2 separate regions of the Sus scrofa genome follow, and region 1 is linked to region 2. The links are chromatin contacts, called in public targeted proximity ligation maps. All regions are on one chromosome and are shown on one strand. The core of a region is the stretch at or near the end of the contact, and the rest is flanking DNA. Distances in the headings are between cores, read along the strand shown. Region 1 has its middle 410 kb from the start of MEIS1. Region 2 has its middle 190 kb from the start of MEIS1.

The links.
Region 1: a contact with region 2 is called in a targeted proximity ligation map of skeletal muscle, with 4 times the contacts expected there. A contact is called at or near these places in 1 of 47 Hi-C or Micro-C datasets (psoas muscle) and 1 of 2 datasets of targeted methods (skeletal muscle).

The regions. Positions count from the first base shown.
Region 1 is chr3:76,035,339-76,040,588 of Sscrofa11.1, reverse strand. No RefSeq gene overlaps it. Among named protein-coding and RNA genes, the nearest start is that of MEIS1, 410 kb to the right of the region's middle.
Region 2 is chr3:75,814,206-75,819,593 of Sscrofa11.1, reverse strand. No RefSeq gene overlaps it. Among named protein-coding and RNA genes, the nearest start is that of MEIS1, 190 kb to the right of the region's middle.

The sequences.
Region 1 (5,250 bases), core at 1,684-4,183, 220 kb before region 2:
TGAGCACTCTTATGAGCTGAATTGTGTACCCCCCAAAACTCATATATTAAAGTCTTAACCCCTGGCCTCAGGCAGTGGCTGTACTTGGAGAAAGGCATTTCAAGAAGTAATCGAGGTGACAACTGTCCTTATAAGAAGAGGAGATTAGGATACAGGCATACGTAGGGGGAAGACCATGTGAAGACAGAGGGAGAAGACAGCCATCTATGAGTCCAAGATGGAAGAAACCAATCCTGCTAATAACACTTTGACCTTGGACCTGTAGTTTCCAGAGCTGTGAGAAAACAAATCTCTAGTCGAAGCCATCCAGTCTAGGGTCTTTATTAAGACAGCCACAGAAAATGAATACAATCTTTCTTCTTCTTCTTTTTTTTTTTTTGGCTGTGCCCATGGCGCACAGAAGTTGCTGGGCCAGGGGTCGAACCTGAGCCATAGCAGTGACAACACTTAAATCCTTAACCACTAGGCTGCCAGGGAACTCCTAAATACAGCCTTTTCTATTTTATTTTATTTTATTTTATTTTCCCACTGTACAGCAAGGGGATCAAGTTATCCTTACATTAAATACAGTCTTTTTAATCTCAAGAATTATGATTATCAACAGGAGCATGGCCCTGATAGAATGTGATGTAAGCTCTTTGGTGGGAGAAGCTAGAAGCAGTAGGGGTGGAAAAGAAAAGTCAAAATAAACAAGCAAAAAGGAGCAGAGCAGAATGGAGGCTTGCTGCTGCCCAGACACTATGAGGAGGGACTGAGAGGGGGTGACAAAACATGCAAATCTCACCTTTGCATATCAGTGAGGCTTGAAGGCCTGAACTGTTCATTGATGTTGCTCATGCATGGGACAGAAGGTGCTGGGCATACTGTGTTAAGGTTGAGTTATAGCTATGTTATCAATAATTCCAGCTAGCTGAGACATATCTTCTGTAGCTTACTTGTTGTAGGGTACATTGTTTTTTTAAAAATAATAAGGAGTTTTATTATACAAATAAAAACATGTATATAGGCACTCCTTATATTTAGTTTTAAAATGAATAGGAGCAACATATAAAGAAAAGTATAGTAACTAGGTAAATTTGGTACTAGTTTTCATTATCTGTACTTACGTTATGCTTCTTCGCTTAATCTGGAATTAACCTTCATTATTGGAAATCCTCAAACTTTCAGGTCAAGTTCAAAGGCTCTTTCCCCCAAGTAGCATTACTGGAAGCTCCGTAAATAAATAATAAATATAAATATAACAAACATGATAATGAAGTAGAGATAGTCTTCATGCTTTTATGTTTTATTTTCTAGTTAGTTATTCATGCATTTTTTTCCCTTTGAGGATTGAAAGCACTTCGAGGTCAAAACTGCCTTGATTTTTGTAGCTCCACATTCCCTAGCAGAGTGCGTATTATATATTGACCCTCAATAAATATTTATTAAGTTACATTTGTCTCATCTTCAGAGCCTCCAGTAATTGAGAAGCAGCCATAGTCTGTCTCTAAGATGATATGAAAAGCCCTCAAAATAGAGTTTTACACTCTGTTTTATCAGAAAGACGCATAATGCCCTCAATATTCCTCTTTCTACGAACTAACAAAAAAATATCTAACAAAAGTATCAAGGGTCTGCTGTCTTGGACTCTTCTTTCCCTTCCCTCCCCTCCCCTCATCCCTTCCCCTTCCTTCCTTCTTTCCTTCCTTTCTCTCTCTCTCTTTCTTTCTTCCTATTCCCTTCCCTCCATTCTATTTCTGGGGATGTGGCTCATTGCCACCTTTTGCTTATACGGTCATGTCAGAACACTCCATCAAACATGGGTCAAACCAAAAAACTGCTTTTTTTCACACTCTGTGATCTTACCTTTCTATTAAATTATTGCAACTAAACTAGGAGCAGTGAAATGTTCTTTTGCACCCTTTTCATTTTTGTTCCTTTTCCAAAAAAACCCCGGTCATTATCATTGCATAGCTTCTTTTTCCTTGGAATCCTAGGATTTTTGCATTTCACCACTTGCTGCAGATTTCAGTATAAAAAGGTTGAACTTTGTTTGCTGAACGTTCTGAAATGTTCCTGATTGTAATATAATACACCAGTAATTAAATACTGATTTAGAGAGTAATTTTCCTGCGTGTCATTTCATCATCAAGGAAAAAAGACTGTTAAAGCCATCAATCTGTGGGGCCGTATGGTGCTAATATAAGGTTTTTATTAGAAACTTTTCATCCACCATTCTCGAACCATTTTATCAGCCCTTGGAATTTTCTCTAGCTTTGCCAAGGCTTCCCAGGGGAATCCTTGCAATGTCTTAATGGCTTGGAGACAGACAGGGTAATGCTCCTCACCTCAGGGTTTTCTTACATCTTCACATGTGCACTCTGTGTAGCCTCTGGGTCCAGGTAAAATGCTGGGACAGTTGCTGATTTGAAATGTGAGCCTCCCACACATCTGTTGAGGACAGTGACTATGGCAGAGAAAGTGACCCTCTCCAAGTTTTATTTGGGTCATAAAAATTCATGCTGTGCACCACCTCTTTAAGAATCTGTGCCATTAAATGTGGCTAGATCCAGAGTACACTCTGGAGGAAGCCAGAAAAGACATTAAAATGCTTAGTCTATGACACACTTCCTTATTTTTGTCATTTTGACATTTATGTGTTGTTTCATTAGGGATTTTTAAGAGAAGACCCTTTTTCGGCAAGAAGTTTTCCCCAGATCTCCATGAGAGTCAACAGTTTATAATCAAACAGCTGTCTGGTTTTCATTTCGCTGAGCTGGACCACCTGCCGGCTGTTAACCTCTGGAAGGTTATTATGATACAATTGTTGTTGTTGTTTGTTTAAAAAGTTTCAGAGCTCAAGGAAAATATTAGTAATGAGTTACTTAACCTGCAGTGTTTACTGTTCCCACTCAACTTGCAGATGGTGTCCCAATGGCCAGTGAGAGGGAGGGCTCATTGGAGGCCAACACTATTTTGCACTTGTTTTGGAGACGAACCATAAAAATAGGCTTGGCAGTGAGGATGACTGCCCTTGTGGGAGGAGGGGTGGGCAGGGTTACAAAAGCCTTTTAAAAGGAAACACAGCCTTCCTGATGACTGAGGTTGAAAGGCACATCTCAACATAACCCTTTAATTCAGCACACTGTAAACTTGAAGCTGAGGTTGGGAGATCAGTGGATCTTGTGAGCATGTGTGGTTCAGCCTCGGTGTTCTGAGGCTTGCTCACCATCTGCTTTCTTCACATGTGCACACTCCTCTGATGGGAGTGATGGCTGCAAATTCTCTCAAGCGGCTGTGTGGGTACAATTTCCTAAGCCTTATAAAAATCCAGCCCCTAGACAGTTCTGTGCAGGTTCTGATTCCAATGACCTACCTCTCCCTGGACCTGGGGGCTTGAGAGCATGAGCATAATTTGTAAAGGCGGGAACATCTCTGAGTGACTGGAGGGGATTTCCCTGCAGGGACCACAGAGGTCAGGGATTGGCTGGAATAGATGTTCCATGAAGATCAAGATTTCCTCTGTTTCCTTCCCTTCTTTATCCCCCCGGTCATTAGAACAGGGAGCAGCACATGGTGAAATGTGCTAAAATGTGAAAGGTTGAATGAATATCTTTTCTTTCTGTTTTCTGTTCACCTTCTTATTTATTCCCCAAGTAATGAGTAGTATGAATAATTGATAAATATGGTGACTCTCAGGATTTATATTACAAAACTTTTTTTTTCTGGCTTTCAGAGTTTCAGAACATTTAAGATGAAGATTTAGGCAAGATAGCATTTTGGGGCTGACTTTGGGGCTGTGTAAGGCAGAAGAGAATGGGAGAAAGGACTCCAGCTTTGGCTACAGACAGACTTTAGTTTGGAGCTGGACAATGTCTCTTTCTTACTCTGTGACCTTGGGTAAATTAATTAACCTCTCTGATTCTCAGTTTCATCATTTATAAAATGGGAATAATGATAGATATCCTATAGGTTCTTGTGTTAGAGACTGTATGGTAAAGGCCTGACTCAGGACAGAGGAGCTAAAAATAGTAATAATAATAGGAATAATATAATATATGAGTTCCTCTCATGGCTCAGTGGTTAATGAACCCTTCTAGTATCCATGAGGACACAGGTTCGAGCCTTAGCTTGCTCAGGGGGTTAAGTATCCAGCATTGCTATGAGCTGTGGTGTGGGTTGCAGACCTGGCTCGGATCTGGCATTGCTGTGGCTGTGGTGTAGGCCAGCAGCTATAGCTCAGATTCAACCGCTAGCCTGGGAACTTCCATATGCCCCGGGTACGGCCCTAAAAAGACAAAATAATAATAATAATTCATATGTTATCATCACTGTACTATAAATACTGTTGTAATACTTAATATTATAATCATTAATGCTTTCTCACACTCGCTGACTACGAAGGAATTAATTTGTTGTGGATGGCGACATTTTATATCAGAAACCGACCAGGATTGGGAGGCTTCTAGTAGCTAATTGTATAACCCAGGCAAATCTCTTAACTTTTGAACCTCACTTCCCTAATCTGTAAAGTGAGAGACATAGTTACACTGATTTTGATTAGTAGGGAGCATTCAAGAAAGTAGAGCTACGAGAATAATTGCTTTGCAAAGTTGTTATAACCCTTCAATAATTAATATGGAGCTACATGGTCAATTATTAATTGTCATACAGATGTTCCTTGTTCATTTCAGCTCAACCCCTGCTTATTGAGTACTGTGTACCAAGCACTGTACTAGATACAATTAGGTACAGAAGAAGAGGACATCTGAGGAGCTTTTCCTCTGGTGGAGGAGGCAGTCACGTGAGCAGAGCACAGTTACTCATGTGATGGTGACGTTTGTACTTCTTCACTTTGCTCATTGATCCATTGTTGGCACCTTAAAGAAAAGGATTTGGTGACAGCAGAAGCTGGGATACCTGGTGTGGGTTATCCCCTCCTTTTCCATATGTACAGAGAATTGGCAGCATGTTGTGCTACCTGATTTCTCTGATTGCAGGAGACTCATGAAGTTGGTGCCTCCACCACTTCATGTCTTTGCTCAAGAAGTGGCTGTGAACTGCATTCTTCCCTAATGCTCTCAGCATCTACTGTGATGTCATGAGGAGATTGCTTGGAGGCTGCTCCAGTATGGCTTGTGATGAATGGATGCAGAGTTCCTTGGAGAGAGAGTCCGTGTCTTTTCCATTTATATATCTTCAGCACCAAACCTTTCCACTTTGCCTCTAGAATCCTTCTTATGGTATAAGTTCTTTCTTGTACATTTCACA
Region 2 (5,388 bases), core at 2,809-5,308:
CAGGACCCAGGCCCTGTGGTAACACAGTGTCATGCCACTCCTCTGGCACAGGACCCTGCTTGCCATCCCTAAGGGAGCTGCACCTGATACAGATGCCAGAGATTTGTCCTTGGAGGTCCTGATAATAGTCTGAGTTGCAGCTTGGGCATCAGGACTCTAGGAAGCTCCCAGGGAGAGCTGGGAGAACACTGACCTAACACTGGAGCCCCCGCCCCCAACCCATGTGCTCTTTATGGATGATACTCTGGACCTAATGTTTGCAAACTTGGCAAATGTATGTATTGAAACCCTACCCCCCAGAGTGATGGTATTTGGAGGCAGGGCCTTTGGGAGGTGATGAGAATTAAATAAGGTCCTGAGGATGAACCCTCATAAATAAGATTAGTGCCCTTTTAAGAAGGCTGGAGAGACAGCTTGCTGCTTCTCTCTCCCATTTTGCCCCATGGGGACGCAATGAGAAGCAGGCAGTCTGCAACCTGGAAGAGGGCTCTCACCAGAACCCAAGCCTGCTGGCAGCTGATCCTGGACTTCCATCCTCCAGAATTGCGAGAAATAAATTTCTGTTGTTGCAACTGCCCAGTCTATAGTGTTCTGTTACAGGAGCCCAAGTGGACCAAGGTAGGGAACACCTGGTAAGCACTGTCCCCCTCATTAATAGCACCCCCAGGCTTCAAGGCACTGACCTGAGAGGCAGCAGGAGGCAGTGGGACGGCTCTGAATGAAACACCAGCAGACCTCAGCCTTGGCTTAGACCAACTCCCCACGTGACCTGGATGAAGTGACAGCTCCCCAGCGGCCACAGATGCCTCCTCTGTAAAATGAGGGCTTTGAAATGAAAGAGGACCTCCGCTGGTCCTTCCAGCCCGCACATTCAGCAACTCTGGGTGTTCTTCTCAGTTCCAGGCTCCAGTTTCTTAAAACTTGATATTTGCACAGCTTCATTTTTTCCCTTTAATCACAATCCCCCTCCATTTTTTTTTTTTTCAGTTTCTGCCCTGTTTTCTTCATTTCATCAAGTGTAGCTCTCCATCTATGAAAGCCAGCAACCCTCAGCTTGGCCACGCTGTGGGCACAAAGTCACACCAGCTGTAAAACCCACCTCTCACTGAAGAAAAAGCCCCTGGTGCTCAAACAGGAAGTCCAGTCTCTGCAGCTGCCTGAGAAGACTTTGTTCTGGGAGCCCCGTCTTCCCCAGAGGCATCTGGCAAGAGTTCGCAAACCCCCCTGCCAGAAGCATCACTGTGGGTATCTGCTCTTTGCGCTTCCCACTGCTCTTCTGGGGAACTCTGCTTAAAAGCCACCCACGGAAGCTTCGCAGTTTTTCCTGTTGCCAATGCTAACCAAGAAAAATCGAGTCTAAGCAGGGGCTGCCTGCCGAAGCCGCCTAGGCTGTTGCTTGTCCAGGGGCCAGCGTGGAGCCAGGTTCCATGCAGAAGTGGGGAGAAAGGCTGTTTCCTCCGCCCTCTGCGCTGCTCTCCCAGGTAGCGTTCCTCATGCCCACAATCACTAAGTCTGCCCCAAAGCCAGTTCCTGCATCTCCCAGCCTCACTCCCTTTCTGCTGGAGATCAGAAGCATCCAAGGTGAGCCGGGTGGGAGAGAGGCAGAGTGCCCTTGCCCTCTCTCCTTGTTCTGTAGACACATAAGCACATACATACATACACACTCCCCATAGATATATATTCATGTGTATGTATACATTTATAGATACATAGTATATAGATATAGATAGTGTATATATAGTGTGTGTTTGTTTGTTTATAGGGGAAGCAGGGACTCTGGCTCACCAATTCTGCAAGAAGCCACTTTAACTCTCAGTCTGCTCTGGCCAGCTTCCCCGCTTCATGGTGCGGTAAGATCACTCCCTCTACCCTTTCAAAGGAAAGCAAATAGCTCATAATTTCAAAGAATAACCATTACCTCTCAAGAGTTCTCAAAAAAGACTTTTTAAAAGTCCAGTAATTCTACTCTGAGGAAATACAAAGGTAAAGATACTCATCATGATGTTTTTAAAAAAGGTAAATCCTTAACTCTAGTAAGAGTATACATGTAGGAGTTCCCGTTGTGGTGCTGCAGAAACAAATCCAACTAGTATTTGTATAACCTCATAGTATAACCATGAGGATGTGGGTTTGATTCCTGGCCTGGCTCAGTGGGTCGGAGAGCCATTGTTGCCGTGAGTTGTGGTGTAGGTAGCAGATGGGTTCAGATCCCATGTTGCTGTAGCTGTGGTGTAGGCCAGCAGCTGTACCTCCAATTCGACCCCTAGCCTGGGAACATCTATATGCCATGGGTGTGGCCCTAAAAAGTGAAGAAAAAAAAAAGAATATACATGTAATGGAATGTTCTGAAACCTTTTAAAATAATATTTAAGGAGTTTAAAAAATTACACTTAATGAAGTGGACACTGTTTAAAAATAATATTTGGTGAATGTTTACAGTGTGTAACAGTGTCCCAATTATTTAATAATCTCAAACAAAATCAGAGAAAAAAAAGACTGCAAAGAATTATGTCATCATGCAAATAATGGTTACTTCTAAGTGGTAAATTACAGGGTATTCTTATTTATTTCTTCATCTCTCTTCAGAATCTCTCTAAAATAAACATACAATCATCCAGTCCACACCTAAAGCCTATATATTTATTTATTTATTTTTCAGAGACCAGCCTCAGAGCTGGTAGCCTTTTGTTCCCTAAAAAGAACAAATTCATGCTGAGAAAACCAAAGGCATTTCCACCCGCCTCCTGGGTGGAGGAGTCACTGGGTGGGCTCTCTCCATCTCCACAGCAGCCAACATTTGTTTTGGACCCATAGGGATCAATGCCAGGCTTGCAGTCCCTGCCTTGCTTACGTTCCCCTACTTCCTCTTCTCTGCCTGTCTTTGTGGAACATATGCTGGAGGTAGGGAGCATGACAATGACTCATCCACCGATGAATAAATCAGTTTACAGAAGCAGAATCGTCTTGGTCACCAGCTGCATATTTTGGCTCCATGGGCTATACCAGCCCCCTATGTTAGCTCCATGGGCTATACCAGGCTGCTGGCCGCCTCAGTATTCCCCCCAAGAGGAAACAGTTTGCAGTTAAAATCAAGAGGTGCCTTGAAGGTAAAACCAACCCACATAGAGGAAGAAGAGTGAGAATAGTGACCAGAGAAAGCCCAGCCACAGGAGAAAAGGAAGGGGTGACTTCCCTCCATGTTGACACCTGCTTCCCTGGCACAGGTGTCCCCAACATGGGAGCCTGAGGAGCTGACTGTCTTCACTGAACCTTAGGGGTCGCAGTGCCTCCCGCTCCCACTGCTCAAATAAGAAGCTAAGGGAGCTGGACCATTGCCTCCAGTCCCAAATAAGTGGTAATCTGGGAGTTTCTCTCCCTGAATCCTAACATCAAAACCACAAGCCAAATCACCCAGTGTAGAAGGAGGACAAAAGGGGGTCCTGTGGCCGGTGCCAGATGAAAGGGGCCCCGCCAGCCCCAGCTGGGGAGCACGTTCCCTTTGAATCCAGGCATCCCAGGGTCCCTGCTGCTCCAACTGGTGGAAGCAGGGTTTGTTTGGTTTTTTTAAATTTTTTCTGGCCCACATCTTGAAGTCTTTCCAGACTGATGGACTAAAGTGGAAATTACAGTCCTATCAGTTCTGTCTAAAACAGATGCCACATAATCACAATCATATTAATAAAGCAGGTGAGCAGGAGTATGAAGAATCTGAGGAAGGGGAAGGCGAGCAAACAAACAAACAAACAAACAAACAAAACCTACCAACTTCCAGAATGTCTCCACCTATTGAATGCTCCTGCCTTGAAACAGATTTCCCTGAGAAATGTGAAGTTGGCTTTTTTCTGTCCAAACTCCAAGAATTTCCTTTCCTTTTATTTAACATTTTCTATAGTTTGGATGAAGGAAGCGAAAAGGAGGGATATTTTCTCGAATCTTTTTGGACTTGACCACATTCAAGGTCTTATTTATGCGTGGGTTTCCAGCTGTGCATGACATAAGTCATTGAAAACTGGCACATCTTCCCATCAGCAAACACAGCACAACCACAAGCTTGGCAAGCAGTTCATGTTGCCAGATGCCTTCAGTGTTTCTTAAACTATGTATTCAAGGCACTCCACTATTTTTTCTTGCTGGAAATACTTTCAAAGAAGAACACAATGTTTTGGGTTGCCTGGCCAAAGTTTAGCTGTACTTTTGCATCTTTGCCAAACTTCCTGTTTTTAGCAAAACAATTTATTATCTTGCTGGTTCTTTACCCAAAAGGATTTGCAGGCACAAATAAGTACTTGGTTTCCATGTCTTTTCAGAGAAGGAACTCATTCACTTTCCCATAATTATCCTGAAGACGCAAGAACTGAAACGTATTTAACCTTTGGGAGTGCTACCGAGGTGTAGAAAAGGTTTTAATTATTCAAAACCTCTACGATCTGAACTTTAAAGAACTGACATTTTGTGTGTGTGTGTGTGTGTGTGTGTGTGCAAGGAAAATAATTCTTTTCAGGTGGTTTGGCACGATCACAGATTTGCCGCACGTGGCATTGTAGGAGCAAGTTTGGAGTGATTTGGGGTTTGGAAGCCAAGGTTAGGCTAGATTTGTTGATTCATCAGAAGGAAAGCATTTGACCAGACACTGTTATGAATAGTTCATCTCCAATTACTAAGCTATGCAGTCACCTTTTCGATTTCATCAAAAAACAAAACAAAGCAAAAACTAGACAGTAAGCCAGCTAGCCTATTATCTTTATCTAGCAGCCAACTAGCCTTAATACCAGTAAATAGTTCAGGAAGAAACTTAAATTCTCCACTTAATTATGTTGAGGTAGCCACATATAGTTTCAGTTTTCTTCTACAAAAATATTTTAGCTATCATTAGAACATGTGTTTTCAACACACACAGACACACATACATATACACACACAAATATAGTTAGTCATTTAGACAGGCTTCAGCAGTACTGATCTGTACTGTACCAGAGCAACATTGATAACACTGTGGCTAATTCATCAGTAAAATGCATTTAATTTCTAGGGTAGAATGCACTTCAGCTTAGATGGATGGACCCAACTACAATTTCTCCACATCTTTCCAAAATTATTTCACACTACCTGCAAAGACCAAGGAACTGATAATGTCTATTTCCACTATGTTCGTGCTTCAAAGATCTTAGAATTCTTTGATGGTGACTTAGCAACCACTGTAAAAATAACGGCTCCTTAAAACAGAGTGAGTCAAAGAGTGAGACCCTTTAGAGGAAATGGTTAATATTAATGAGAGAGGGCAGTGTGGTCTGACAATAGATCAGCATCAGCACTTTGGGAGAAATGCTTCTAACTCAAGCAAGATAGGCTCAATTTAGGTCTTTACGTTTGTGAACTGTTCTTGGATGA